Regions from separate parts of the Cricetulus griseus genome. Here region 2 is linked to region 1. The links are chromatin contacts, called in public Hi-C maps. All regions are on one chromosome and are shown on one strand. The core of a region is the stretch at or near the end of the contact, and the rest is flanking DNA. Distances in the headings are between cores, read along the strand shown.

Region 1 (7,393 bases), core at 4,073-6,572:
GTTTCTGCTATGAACTCAAGTTGCCAAAAATGACAGTGTTCTAGTTAGGGCTACTATTGCTGCCATGAAACACCATGACTAAAAGCAAGTTGGGCAGGGGAGAGTTTATTTGGCTCACACTTCCACATCACTCTTTGTCATTAAAGGAAGTCAAGGCAGGAACTAAAACAGGGCAGGAATCAGAGGCAGGAGCAAATGCAGAGGCAATGGAGGAGTGCTGCTTACTGGCTTGCTCCTCATAGCTTCCTAAGCCTGCTTCTGAAGAGCCCAGGACCACCAGCACAGGGGTGACACCACCCACAATGGGCTGGGCTCTTCCCCATTGATCACTAATTAAGAAAATGCCATTCAGGCTTGCCTGCAGCCTGATATAGAGGCATTTTCTCAGTTGGGGTTTCTTCCTCTCAGATGACTTTAGCTTGTGTAAAGTTGACATAAAACTAGCCAGCAGCACAGAGAAAAAGAGAGGAGCTGCACCTGGCCAAATGACTGAACTTGGAGATTATAAGTTAAAATGTTGCAGACCAGAGCCAAATTACCTTTGACTATTTTTAGTCTCTTTGAAAGAAGATAACAAGAATGGAGATACCATAAAAGAGGGAGACTTTAGGTTTACAGAGAAATCAGGCACAAGGGAAATGTCTGGAGATCTACAAAGATGATACCAGCCAACAATCTAAGTAACAGAGGAGAGGCTACCTTAAATGCCCTCCCTGGATAATGAGATTGATGACTGACTTATATGCCACACGATAGCTCTCATCCAGCAGCTGGTGGAAGTAGAAGCAGACACCACAACTAATCACTGAACTGAACTGGAATCCAGATGCAAAGAAGGATGTGTGAAGAGTAAATGGGTCAAGACCAGGCTGGTGAAACCCACAGAAACAGCTGACCTGAACATCGGGGAACTCTTGCTCCCCAGACTGATAGCTGAGATACCAGCATGGGACTCATCCAGACCCCAGGAACATGGGTTTCAGTGAGGAAACCTCGGAAATCTAAGGGGCCTCCTGTCGTAGTTCAGTACTTATCCCTAGCATAGGTGTGGACTTTGGGAGCCCATTCCACATGGAGGAATACTCCCTGAGCCAAAACACACGGGGCTGGTCCTAGGCCCTATCTCAAAGGATACGATAGACTCTGATGACACCCTATGGAAGGCCTCACCATCCAGGGGGAGCAGAAAGGATATGTGATAGGTAGGGTTTTAGTTGGGGGAGGGGTGACAGGGGAGGACAGGAAGGAGAAGGGAACTGGAATTGTCATGTAAAACAATCTTGTTTCTAATTCAAATTAAAAAAAAATCTGCAAAAAAAAGAATGTCAACACAGTGTCTGAAACCTACAGCAGAAACTCCCGTTTGCTATAACTGCCTACTGCAGTCCCCACCCATGTATTTGATAAACACATTGATTTATAGTTTTCTTTGTCCTGTAATTAATTTTTTAATAAGTTGTGCAACCGTATCCACAGTGGAACATACTGAAAAGTTTCTGCATCCCAATAAGCCTACCTGCCAGCACAGCAATCCAAACCAGACCAAATCAAACCCAAGTAGAAAAAGCCCAGGTTTCATGGATAAAATGCTCCCTCCCAGATGATTTTCCAGCTCCCCAGAGAGAAAACCCCGCGTGTTTTCTAGGGGGGGCAATTTAATTCCCCTGTGGGAGTGGTCTTGGGCATCTCTGGGGAAGGGGCCCTGTTTGGTGGGCTTTCTGGCATGGGGCAGGCTTTGGGGAGAGTGGCGGGGGAGGGGTATTGAAGTGAAACTTCCACCGGAACATTTCAGGTAGGGCTTCCATCAGAACACACAGAATTTGGGGAAGTCTGAATGGGTGTCCTGGGGCTTATTCACTCATATTCAGCTCTACAATGACTTATCTCTTATTCCCTTTGAGGTGAGAGCTGTGTTTGGGGGTCTACACCAAATGGAAACTTTTCCTTCAGGAGGGAGCAGGAGGCTCATGAAGCAGTAAATAACTGCCTGGTGGGGGGGGGGTGGCCAATGTTTGAGCTTCAAAGAGATTCTCAGGCCTGTCTAGCTGCCTGCAAGTCATGCAGAGAACTCAGGGTGCAGAGAGCTCCAGGAATGCAGCTATCATGAGTCATCACCAAGTTTTTGTGGGGTTTTCTGCTGCGAGGCAGCCATTTTTGAGTCATCCTTGCTCCTGTGAGTAACCCCTCACCCATACTCCTATGTTTAGTAACCACCACCACCACCACCACCACAGAAAACAGAACTCTTTGGTTCACCCAGTTGGACTGTGGTGCAACTATTACTTAGTCTGGCATTGGTTCTGGGCGTGAGTACCTGTATGTCTCTCATACAATATTCACCACCACCACCACCCCAAAAAAGACCAGATAGAACCAAAGACAAGGGGCAGAGTGACTGCATGATCCTGGCTATGCATAGCAAGACACACACAAGACTCAATGGCCTGATCCGAGTATCCGTGGAAGAAATCTCAACATGACTACATTTTCCTACTGGTCACAGCAGACATTCACTGTTGCATCCCAACCACCAAGAATATCTTCTCGGATGCAGAGGATGTTGAAAATTAGTTGTTGGGTTTTCTATGTGTTATTGTTAGATCCAAAGGAAACTCCGTTTCCTCAAATTCTGGTGGTTAGAAAAAGCCAGCATTCCTGAAAAACTTGTGAAACTGGTTCCCCTCTACCAAAAGGAGCCATTTCCCTTATGACTGGCAGAGGGACAAATGGCTGTCTCTGGTGCCTTTTGACACACCAAAGTCCCTGCGGCCTCCAGGCTCCCTCAGTATCACAAGCTTCAGAGTCTATCGTAGCTCTACACAGCGCTTCCCACCTCTTTCCCTAAACTTCTCCAGCTCCTGGGCTTCCCTCCCCCAGCCACACACTCTCCTTATAACTCTGCTATTTCAGTTATACTCACTCTTTGTCTTCCTCCCTTGCCCTCACTCTCTTCTTGTCTTCCTCTCTCTCTCATCACCCACCCCCTCCACCTCTGCTCTGTTCCTCCTTCTCTCATGTCCAGGTCCAGTCTGCTGGCCATGTTCAACCTACTACTTTCTCTCTTAGCTCTGGACTATGGTAGATACCTTTGGCTGGTCTCTCTACCTCTCCCTCCCTGCCATCCCTTCCCTCCCCCTCCTCTCATATCTACAATAAAAAACCTTCACCTGAACCATGCCTTGGAGCTGTCACGTTGTCACTTTATACATCAATGATCAATGTCATTAAATGTTTAGGAAATTGAGGCTTGGAGATGTTACAATCTGTGATGATCAACTGTGTGTGTCAACTTCATTAGATCATGGTGCTCCAATGTTCAGCCAGGTACTGGTGTAGACATCACTCTGACAGCATTTATTTGTTTACTTTATGGTACTGGTGATTGAACATAGGGCTTGTGCATGTCAGGTAAGTCTTCACGCCAGACATACTGTAGATTTCAAGCAAAGCAGCTGACCTTCCATTATGTGGTTGAGCCTCATCCAGTCAGCTCCTTAGGGGCAAAACCTGAAATCAGATTTGATTTCAACAAGCTGAGACTGCTTTATTGAAACAATGAGGGACCCCAACTGTTTTCCCGGGATGAGAGTTGAGTGCAAAGTGGGGCCGGGACACAGCTACACACAGCTACAGGAAGTTATGGCTGGTGTGTGTGTGTGTGTGTGTGTGTGTGTGTGTGTGTGTGTGTGTGTGTGCTTTGACTGGGAACAGGGTGAGTTTTGATGCACAGGTATATTGTTTCTGGAGGTGAAGCAGACCAGTCAGGCTGGGGCCAAGCAATTATTTATAACTAGAGGTGATTGCCCAATACAGCCTGACTCAAGTCCTCATGACCTGAGGCTACTATCCAACAAAAGGATATTGTCCTTAGAACCTCTGCATGAATCTTTGAGGTGTTTTCTAGATTGAGTTAACTGAAATAGAAGACTCACTCCAACTGTTAGTGGTACGGTTCCATGGCTGGGCTCCTGGACTGAAGGAAAAAAAAAAAAAAAAAGGAAAAAGCCAACTGAGTACCAGCATTCACCTCTCTCTCTGTTTCTATACTGTAGACACAGAGTGACCAACCACCTCACACATCTGTGACCATGACTTCCCCACAGAGATGGACTATACCCTGGAACTATAAGGTAAAAGAAACCTCTCCTTCCTCAAATCACTTTTGTAAAGTGTTTTATCACAGTAGCAAAAACAGCAACATCAGAAGACTGTGGATTGTTGAATACACAGGAAAAGCAGTGAGTAGGATAATTTCCAGCTCTTTGCTTGATTTGCAGAATACAAGAGAAAGTGAGGCGGTGACAGAGTCTGGCATTGTGGTGGTACTCAGGGTTTGTACATGAATGAAGGCTCATGGGATTCCTTACTCTAGACTAGGGGCCTTAGCTGGAGGTCCAGTTAAAGCCCTTGAGAACATCAGAGAGGGTATGGCCACATCCCTTAAAGTGAAGCACACCCAAAGACAACTACCTTTACCCACAATTCATAGAGTCCAAAGAGCCCTGAAGATGCTTGGAGACATCCTGGGACAGAGGATAAGTTCTGTGTGACTTGGTAAAGGGAACCACTGCTGGAATTCAAGCCCTAATGAGACACTCTGGTATTGTGTTTTAAAAGCACCTCACAGAATTTATTCGGCAGTCTCCCTGTCTCTCTCTGTGTCTCTTTCTCTGTGTGTGTCTCTCTCTCTGTGTGTCTCTCTCTGTATCTCTCTCTGTCTCTCTCTCTCTCTCTCTCTCTCTCTCTCTCTCTCTCTCTCTCGTGTGTGTGTGTGTGTGTGTGTGTGTGTGTGTGTGTGTCCTCTAAGATAGTCTCATACTGTCCAGACTACCTGTAACTCACTATGCAGTCAAGGAGGACTTGACTTTCTGACCCTCTCCCTCCAACTAACAAGCGCTGGGATTACAGGCATACACCATCATACCTGGTTGATGTGGTACTGATTAGGTTCTCCCAGCTGAGCTACACTCCCCAGTCTTCAATGGTCATTCCTGTGGAGCCTTGGAAGACAGATATGTGAAGTTTCTTCCATCAGGATGGAGTCAGAGCCTGGAAACCAGACTCAACATGTCCTATCCTAGGAACCCAGTGGCCCCCACCCCACCCCCACAGCTCTGAACAAAACCTGGGGCAGCCTCAGTGGTAGAATGTGAAAAATCAAAGCAGGAAGCAGCTTGTAGGCTGCATTGAAGACCCTTCGGAGATACGGAAACCCTTCCTCCCCATGCCCCCCTTTGTCTCCCTTTTCCCCTCCCTCTCCCCGGCCAAGGTGAATTTGAGGGTAATTGGAGGTGGCAGCAAGCTGGTATGCAGAAACATTCCTCCCTGGGCTCCCATGACTGGATCTGCCCTGTTGGAGGGCAGCCATAAATACTTCTCTGCTTGCATAGTTCAGGCTTGTGAAAATCAGAACTGAGAAGTAAGCGCTATATTCTCTTTCCAAGCTCCCCCCCCACCCTCCCCAATGAACTCTGACCTCTGCATTGCTCCCCCTCCTCCCTGGCCCACTTTCAATCTGTTCTCTATTATCTCACTTCATATCCATGTGTGTGAATGGCTAGAAATGCAGGGGGAGGGATGTCAGCCATCCCTCAAGGTACCATCTGGGAACTCCCTATTCTTATGGAGAGATGTTCATTTGGGGTTGACCTGAGGCTCCTCCTTCCAGCCCTGCTATTCAAGTCCAGCCTACTAGAGGAAAGTGGTGCTACCTGATGGTTTTTGTGCCACCAGCATACCCCATGAGTGCGGCTGGGATGCAATAGGGATTGACTCCCTTGGCTGGGGCAGTCGCATCCCCCTCTTCCCGGAGTCTTTCTGGCCAGTCCACTACTCAGCTGCCACATGTGTCTTTCCTGAACAGGGAGGGTTTCCCACAGTTCTGGAATTCTTGATTATGTATGCATCTGCGTGGGAAGCCAACCAAGTGGCCTGGTACTTTTCATACTGTTCCAACCAGCTGTTTCCAATCGGTCAGAGTTGTAGCTGAGTGGGGCTTGGGGCTCTTTCTTCTCCCTTGGACGTGCTGTGCAGCGTGTACTGTCAACACCCGGGTGTCTGCTTGCTTGATCAAGGCTTGATCGAGGCTACAGGGGATGGAGACAGAGCCCAGATATTAAGAGCACTTACTGCTCTTGCATTCACAGTACTGCAAACCCAGCCTCAGGGGGAATCTGACCCCTCTGGCCTCTGTGGGTACCTCCACCCATGTATGAGCACACACACACACACACACACACACACACACACACACACACACACACACACACGCTTAAAAGTAAAAATAAATCACTTTTTTAAAAAGAGTCAGAGACACTTGAGAAAGGAAAGAGTGACCATGCCCAGACCAAGGGCAGGGAAGGTGAGACCCAATGTGGCCTCAGAAAGAGACCAAGAGTCCCAGGGAAACCTTACATGGGGAGAGGAGTGCAAGACTGCTGCCTGTGTGTATGGCCCTTACTTGAATGTTACATCTGTGTTTCCTGTGTCACTCTGCATGGCTTGGAGCTTCTTATCCTCAGGTGTAATGGAAGAATTCTGAGTCCCCAAAAATTTGGATTAAAAAGAAATGCCATGTTTTTATTTTCACCAGTTTCCAGGTACAACTGAATGTTTTTTTCCTCGTGTGAATGTGGGTGACAAACCACAGTCATATCTGTGCCCCACTGTGGCTTTGTCAGTGAAGGAGACCTTAGTTGTCTATCATTCTTTGAAGTGGTGCCTATAGTCACGATGATGCCGTAATGACAGTCAGCAGAAGACTGTTATTCACTGAGCACTGAAACACACATGTAGGCCAGGGAGATGGCTCTGCAGGTAAGTGCCGGCTGTGCAAGCACAGGGGCTGGGATTCAGATCCCCAGAAACCCACACAAAGGCTGAATGGGCCTGGTGGCCCACGTGTAATTACAGTCTCTAAAGGTGAAGACAGGGTCTCCCCAGAGCAAGTTGGGTATTGTGTCTCCACATTCATGTGCATATGTGCATACTCATATTTGTGTGTCCACACAAATGCAAAAACATGTACACACATGCACACGTGCACACCACACACACACTCAAGCAAAAAGGACCCGTTTAATTGGCCAGTAGCCAGGCAGGAAGTATAGGCAGGGCTGCCAGAGTAGGAGAATTCTGCGAAGAGAAACGGTAGAGACTAGGTTGCCAGCCAGACACAGAGGAAGCAAGATGAGAATGCCTTACTGAGAAAAGGTACCAAGCCACATGGCTAAACATAAATAAGAATTACTGGTTAACTTAAGTTGTAAGAGTTTGTTAGTAATAAGCCTGAGCAGTAGGCCAACCAGTTTATAATTTAAGCCTCTGTGTGTTTATTTGGGGCTGAAAGGCTGCAGGAATGGTTGGGACAGAAACTTCTGTCTAAAGGCCTCAC
Region 2 (7,064 bases), core at 4,218-6,717, 61 kb after region 1:
CCTGGAACCATGACAGACACCATCCAGGAGACAGCTGCAGACTGCAACTGCTGCAAACCGCTGTGAACCCTGGGCTTGCTGAAAGCTGATGTGAACCAGTCCAGCTGATGTGAATGCTGCCTGGCCCTTCAGCTGGGTCAGTGAACCAGATGCTAAGGATGGATGCCCCATTCTGAATCCCCTATTTACCTGTGTAACATTCCAGCCCTCCTGGGCCCTGACAATGATGCCCTAATTTTAGCTGGAAGTAGTTACAGAAGAGAGACATTGCCCTGTAACCTCAACAAAAAGCTGGAATGTTAGGTCCGAAGGAAACTTCCCAGCAAAGGGGACAAAATGACTACTAGTAGTGCCTATTGACATACCAGGACTCATGCTGGCCTCTAGGATCATGATCAGAAGGGTAACTGTTAAAAACCAAATAGATCCAGATCTATCAACAGGTAGATTCATCAGCTGAAGTAGTTCTATAAAATGATAGAGAACTCGGCCTACTCTTTGCAGAACAAGGAGGTTATTGTGTTGTTTGAAAAAAATGTACCATTTCTATGCAAACCATCTGGGAATCATTAGAGATAATCTGGCCGTACTAAAAAAACATTGCAAAAATGGGGACCCGAGATGAAATACATGACTGGCCTCCATTCTCACTTTCAGATTCCCCCTGGATGGTAAATCTGACGGGACTTTGGCCCTTCTGTTTCTGCTAATTACTGTTGGCCTTTGCATCATTTAATGCCTTAACTGGATACATACATACATAATGGGGTGCATTAAGTTGATGATTATTAGATCCCACTATAAACAGGGTCCTACCACTGAAAGACCCCCAGAGGTTCAGGGCCCAAGGATCTCAGCCCAGGACCGAGGCAACCCCAATCACCAGGTGGAGGTGAAAGCTTGATGCAAACAGCAAGAGGTTTTATTGCAGTTGTTTAACGAGCTAACCCCATGTTAGCTCGGGCGTTTCATCCATCCACCATGGTGGATGGCTAGAAAAGACACCTCGAAGCCACGGCATAGAGATCTTATAGGGCATCGTAAGGGAAGTGTCTAGGGGTACGAACAGGCTCAGGATTGGTGTGCCTCCAGGCTTGGAGGGTTTGCCCTGTGTTGATTGGTCAACTGGTTGTTATGGCCCATAGGACCTCTCAGGGCGGTTGCTATGCTCTGCACATCATTGCTGTGCACTTGTCCATAATGCACACCCAGAGCCGTAAAGCATAGCACTACCAGCTAACTTCTGCTTGGTTCCTTGCCACAAGGCAGGCATCTGACCTCCTAGTGACCAAGGCAAGGTCAGGCAAGCACGTGCTAGGCTGTTATGGCTGCTGGTCCCTTCACCACAAAGCCAAGTATTTGACTCAGAATACAACTCAAGGGGTTCTGGTGGTAGTGTGAGGGCTAAAGTTACATTTCAGGTTTAAATTACTGTGTTTAAGAGATCTATAAAACAAAACCCGCCTCTAACCTGTAAACCCCATTTGCCCAAGGACAGGTAAATTCCTGGAATGCTGGGGGCTGTTGTTCATGTAAGATAACAAGTCACATGTTTTCTTTCTGTAAACAAGGTTGGCTGACCCAGCTGCACAGGATGTGCTTGATCACATGTGGGCAGGAAGTACGTCAGAATGTCCGCTTACCCCTTATTGGACAAAGGAGGGAAGTGCATAGCCTTGTGGGTCTTGCTTTTAGAAGCTCCTGTCTAATGCAATTTGGTGCCATTCTCTGAGAATTCTGGGTATGGACCTGGCCAATATTCAGAGACCTGGCTAGTATTTTATAAAGCTTGCTTTAATTTTAGCTAAAAAAATATGTGGTAGTGGTCCTACTCTCACCCAGTGGGATTTACAGATCTTCTCTGGTAAGAATCCTTCAGAAGTCTACGACTTGCATGTGTCTACTGTAAAATCCTTGAGCTGTGGCTGGTGTCAGCTTTGTGCTAGAAGGGTTTACAGCATTGGGTTGGTTAACTAACGTATCATTGCTACCTTCAGATTAATTCATTAGCTCCGTTTGCTGACTTCTCAGTAGTTCTCCAGTCCAGGCCACCGTCAGATGTTACTGAGCTCAAAGGAAAGTTGTTCACAACTAAGTCTGATCTAGGAGGTCTTATATTCGTGTGTGTGTGTGTGTGTGTGTGTGTGTGTGTGTGTGTGTGTGTGTTGTGTCAAAAGTCAACCCTGGGTGTCATTCCTCTGGAGAGCCATCCACATTATTGTTTGAGACATAGTTTCTCACTGGGACCTGGGGCCTGCCAATTAGGCTAGATTGGCTGGCCAGGAAACTCCAGGGATCCTCCTGTTTCCACCTCTCAAGCCTAGAACTACAAGCCTGTGCCACCATGCTCAGATTTTTTTTATATAGATGCTAGGAATTGAACTTCGTTTTCATACTGGTGGGACATACATTTTATCAACCCAGCTATCTCCCAAATCCCTTCTTTGTCTCAATCTTAAGGGTGTGGTAGGGTGTTAAGAAAGCGATAAGGAGGGAAATAGCAGTAAAAAGAGACTGAGTAGCTAGGAGGAAGGGAAGCCCTTGAGCTGGAGAAGTTTAGGGTAAGGGGAGGAGGATTTTGGAATGAGTAACTGGTAATTGCGATACTGAGGTAGCCTGGAGGTGTGCTTTGGTATGCTCATAGGCACCACAAATAGCCAAGAGTCCCTTCTGCCATTTTGAATTTGTGGAAATGGAGTTTCCTTTGGGTCTCACACATATACACACACACACACACACACACACACACACACACACACACACAAAACAAAAACAAAACAACAACAAGAAAACAATAGGCACTGTGAACAGAAACACAAGGGTGTTGTTCTGTACAGTGTGAAGAATGATCTACAATAGTCATACTTTCTTTTTTGTATAAATCTGTTAGGTATATAACAAGCCGAAACAAGAGAATAAATTACAAGAGCTAGGGAGATAGGTAGGTAGACAGACAAATTGTGTGTTAAAAACATCCAAGAGAAATCAACTGAAGAAGTCTCATTGAGACTGCCAGCTGGATTTCACAATAGAGAATCCCCAGGCAGGGTGCAGTGTCCCCTCAGGGAAGCTTCCAAGTAAAAGAACAAACAGCACTAGGCAGAGATAACATCAACCTGTATGCGCAGAACTCACAGTATAAGTTACGTGGGGAAGCTGAGGCAATCAGCTGGAGTTTCTAATTGCACTTTCCCCTCCACAGCTGGCCTTCCCAGCCGTGAACTTCTGGATTTTTTTTCTCCACTACTGGCACTTTTGTATCATGGGATAAACAATAGCAACCTCTGTTGGATGGTTCACTTTTTATCTGTTCTCAAGGACATAATGTTTTTAGTCTTGAGCTGTTTTGCACTTCTTTCTGGGCTTACCCAGCCCATCTGTAGACAAGTGGCCTTGGAGGATGCTTTTAGTCAAACATGCTTAAAAGTCTGGAATGGTGAGCTCTCAGTGAGCTGGAACAGCACGTGACAATGACCATGCCCACCGGCTTGTAGCTGGGTGCTGAGGATCTGAACTCTGATCTTCACACTGGCGCAGCAAGGGCTTTAGCCACTGAACCATCTCACTAACTGTCTAAATGTTTGATGTTTGGTGTAACTCCTTAAAAGTGAATAAAAAGAATTTAACCCCACCCTATCCCCAATGCCTGCTATTTTCAGAGGTTCTATGGTCTAACACCCACAGGTGACTGAGTATTCCCAGGAATTCCCACAGTCCTCTGTGACAAATAGGGTTGATTCCCAACTACTGTCTAGGGAGTAGCCTGGCATTGAAATAGATTTGATCCCTGCCCTTTGGCCTTTATCATGGGGTGAAGGCCCAGGAAATAGAAAAGCAAACAAACCAACACTGGCATAACTGATGGGATCAGTGCCGTCCAATACAGGTGAGAGAAGTGGGGAGGATGATCCAATCCCGAGCCAGCGTCTCTGAGGAAAACACTTAGACACATTGATTGGTGCACTTGTGCAGAAAGTAACCTGAAGGGTGGTGGCCCTATACCAGGGGACACAGGAAGCCAGCGAGGTGGCAGGAATGGCTGACCGTGCTATCACTGTGTCCATCTTAGAGTTCTCCACTCAGTAAACATTCCCCACCACCGTGAAATGTTCACAGAACACAGCATAGACATTCTTGAACATGCACACTAAGCATCCCCTCCTGGGGATGGTGCCTCCAGATCTCTTGTGGTTCCCTTGACATGTCTGGTCAGGATGTGGAAGGGCTGTGGCTCTCTTTACTCAGCAGTGATGTTGGGAGGTGTCTTAGGGTTTCTATTGCTGTGAAGAGACACTGTGACAATGGTGACTCTTATATAGGGAAACATTTAATTGGGGCTGGCTTATAGTTCAGAGGTTTAGTCCTTTATTGTCATGGCGGGAAACATGGTGGCAGCAGGCAGACATGGTGCTGGAGAAGCTGGGAGTTCTACATCTTGATCTGCAGGCAGCAGCAAATGAATTGAGTCACTAGGCCTGGCTTGAACTTCTGAGACCTCAAAGCCCACCCCCGTGACACACCAAGGCCACACCTCCTAAGGGTGTCATTCCTAGTGACCAAGCATTCAACCATATAAGTCTATGGGGGACATTCCTATTCACCACAGGAACGAAGCCTGGAGGGGTTGGCAACTGTATCTTGTGCCTGCAGGATCTCTAGTTGCCAGATATTAAGCTATGACAGAAAATGACTGTGTTGGGCTGGGGATATAGCTCAGGGTGGGGACTACATGCATGAAACCTTGGGTTCACTCCAGCACCGCATACACCAGGTGTGGCAGAACACACCTGTAATCCAGCTCCACCATAGCACAAACCATGCTAGCAAGAACACTGGGGCGGTAAGCTCACTTGGTTTTTATTCTAAGGCAGGTGGAGGTTGTGTCTTTTTCCTATAGGCTGGGGTCTGATCTCACAGTCTTTCATGACTGGCTAGCTTTAAAAGAATTAGCACAAAGGATATGAAGGAAATGGGTGAGACCATTAATTTCCAGGAATATAGCAGACCTAAAACAAGTTTTACAAGATGGGAAATTTATGGAATTTTGGCCTTCATGATTCTCTAGGTTCTCAGCAAGCAGGGGCAAGAGGAGGCTCCATTTTCTTCCCATGGCCCCTCATTATTATTATTATATCTTGCCTCTATAGGACACGCCTGGGGATCAATTTTTAAAATTAAGGAATCCATCTACAGGTCCTAACTGGTCTTCAGTAGTCATCGATGAACCCTTTAATTACCCAGTTTTTGCCCCCTTTGATTGGAAATGTGGATCAAGATCAACTGAGTAGCAGAGACTTTCTTCCAAATCAACTTTCCAGCGTTGGGATGACAGGCTGGTGAAGGGAGGACTATCTACATCTTTCCGGAAACGGATGGAGATCTCCCTAGCACGCAGAACCTGTTCTCTTCTCTCCTTATAGTTCCTTCCTTGCAGTCGTGACAATCGATGACTATCGTGGCTTTGGAGGTTTGTGTCTGCCTGCAGATGGAGTTATAATGAAGTTAGAAGTTGTATGACGTCACCCTGGCAGCCATCTTAGACTGACACTACTTCCCGACAGCCTACTTGAAGGACTTTGGGCTCACGTGTATCCTGTTCTCAAGGACATCCAAGCTCAGGGCTGGTTGGTGAGTCTTGGGGATGGGACTCTGAGCATGTCCCTGGGGGCATTATCTTAACCGAGGAGAGGAGAGCTGCTCTCTGTGGGTGGAACCATTTCTTGGTTGGATCATTGCACTCTTATTTCTGACTGGGACTAAAAGTTTCAGGTTCCTTCCACTGACTTCCCCATCTTGATGGAACTCTACCTCAAACTGTGAACTGAAACAAACCCTCCTTTCTTAAGCTGCTTTTGTTGGAGTATTTTATCACAGCAACAGAAAATTAAGTAAGGCAGCTGGGGGACACCCAGGGTTAACACCTTCTCTCAGCAGAGCTTTCATCTGGATAGTGGAGACATGGCAGAGGACAGACACAAGGGTGCTTACAGGAGAAGACCTGGAAGACTGAGGAAATAGAGGCTGTTAATCCCACCAGATGCGAATAAGATCACTACCACAATTCCTGAGCCAAATTTGAAGCAGGCTTTATTACATATTGTCCAGGACAATGAATACTGGCCAGGTCCATATCCAGGACTCCCAGAGAATGGCACTGTTTTATAGATCTCTTAAGCACAGTAATTTAAACCTAAAACACAACTTTAGTTATCACAAGGCCTTGGGCACACATCCTAATCTCCTCCAGCCTCCTATGACACCAAGTGTGACAGGTAGCTGGAGAGGATCCTGCTAGGGCTGGCTACGCCCAATTATGTCTGATCCCAACTTTCTTCCACTGAGGCCTTCTGAGCTTTTTGATCACCTAGACAGGTTATGGTGGCCCAATGACTTCCACACAGAACCCACCGTGCTTGTATAATGAGTGTTAGAGAAACCCTGAGTTGCTTTGGGGAAGCGGCTCAGTTGACAGAGATTACCTGGCATTCACGATGTCCTGGGACGCATCCCCAGTAGTGAATACACTTGGTGTGGTGCTGTACACCTGTGACCCCAAATCTTTGAGGATAGAAGCATCTGCAATGGAAGTTCAAGGTCTGCGTTGGTTACGTAAGGAGTTAGAGGCACAGCCTTGGACTGTGAGACTGTCAGAAAAAGCAATCAAGCAAGCAGCCTATGAGAAGAGGTTCTAGATCCAAGCACTGTTCTGAACCAAACATGTCTGGCCCTACCATATGTCCAGGTTATACTTGTGGCTAGAGAAAAGGCAATGTCATACAGAAAATACCTTAGTGATTCAGAATCCATGTTTGCCTTATAGAGCTTGCTGTGCTCAGTCAGTCAGCTGCAATCTGTGGAAGCTCAGCTGGGGAGTAGCTGACATTCGCTTGCAAACAGGGCATACTCACGTTAGGTTACACCTTGTTCACATGTCAAGCGAGGTGCAGTTGACAATTCTGGAGGCTGCTTTAAGTCAAACTTTCCTTATCCTTAGTATAGAGGTGGGTATAGGCCAAGCCTAGTTTAGCAAGAGCATATTGGTTGTGGCTCTAAGAATGCTGTTC

What was found. A called contact is a pair of places that touch in the nucleus more often than the background predicts.
Region 2: a Hi-C map of the CHK-Q cell line shows a contact between it and region 1, with 7 times the contacts expected there. The contact joins the promoter of Spin1 here to the enhancer-like site in region 1. A contact is called at or near these places in 2 of 8 Hi-C or Micro-C datasets (the CHK-Q cell line and fibroblasts).

What each region holds. Positions count from the first base shown.
Region 1 is chr3:269,948,304-269,955,696 of CriGri-PICRH-1.0, forward strand. LOC103163433 (a long non-coding RNA gene) reads right to left here. Exons shown (of 10, transcript XR_004769409.1): 4 at 5,712-6,086; 5 at 4,925-5,000; 6 at 3,933-3,973; 7 at 3,168-3,507. Among named protein-coding and RNA genes, the nearest start is that of Spin1, 63 kb to the right of the region's middle. Within about 2 kb of position 5,323, at least 1 of the 6 cell types and tissues checked has open chromatin away from gene starts, as enhancers often do.
Region 2 is chr3:270,009,233-270,016,296 of CriGri-PICRH-1.0, forward strand. It overlaps Spin1 (spindlin-1), which reads left to right and starts at 5,468. Exons shown (of 6, transcript XM_035442969.1): 1 at 5,468-5,628. It overlaps LOC103163430 (a long non-coding RNA gene), which reads right to left. Exons shown (of 3, transcript XR_003484225.2): 1 at 6,480-7,064; 2 at 5,922-6,006; 3 at 4,841-5,479.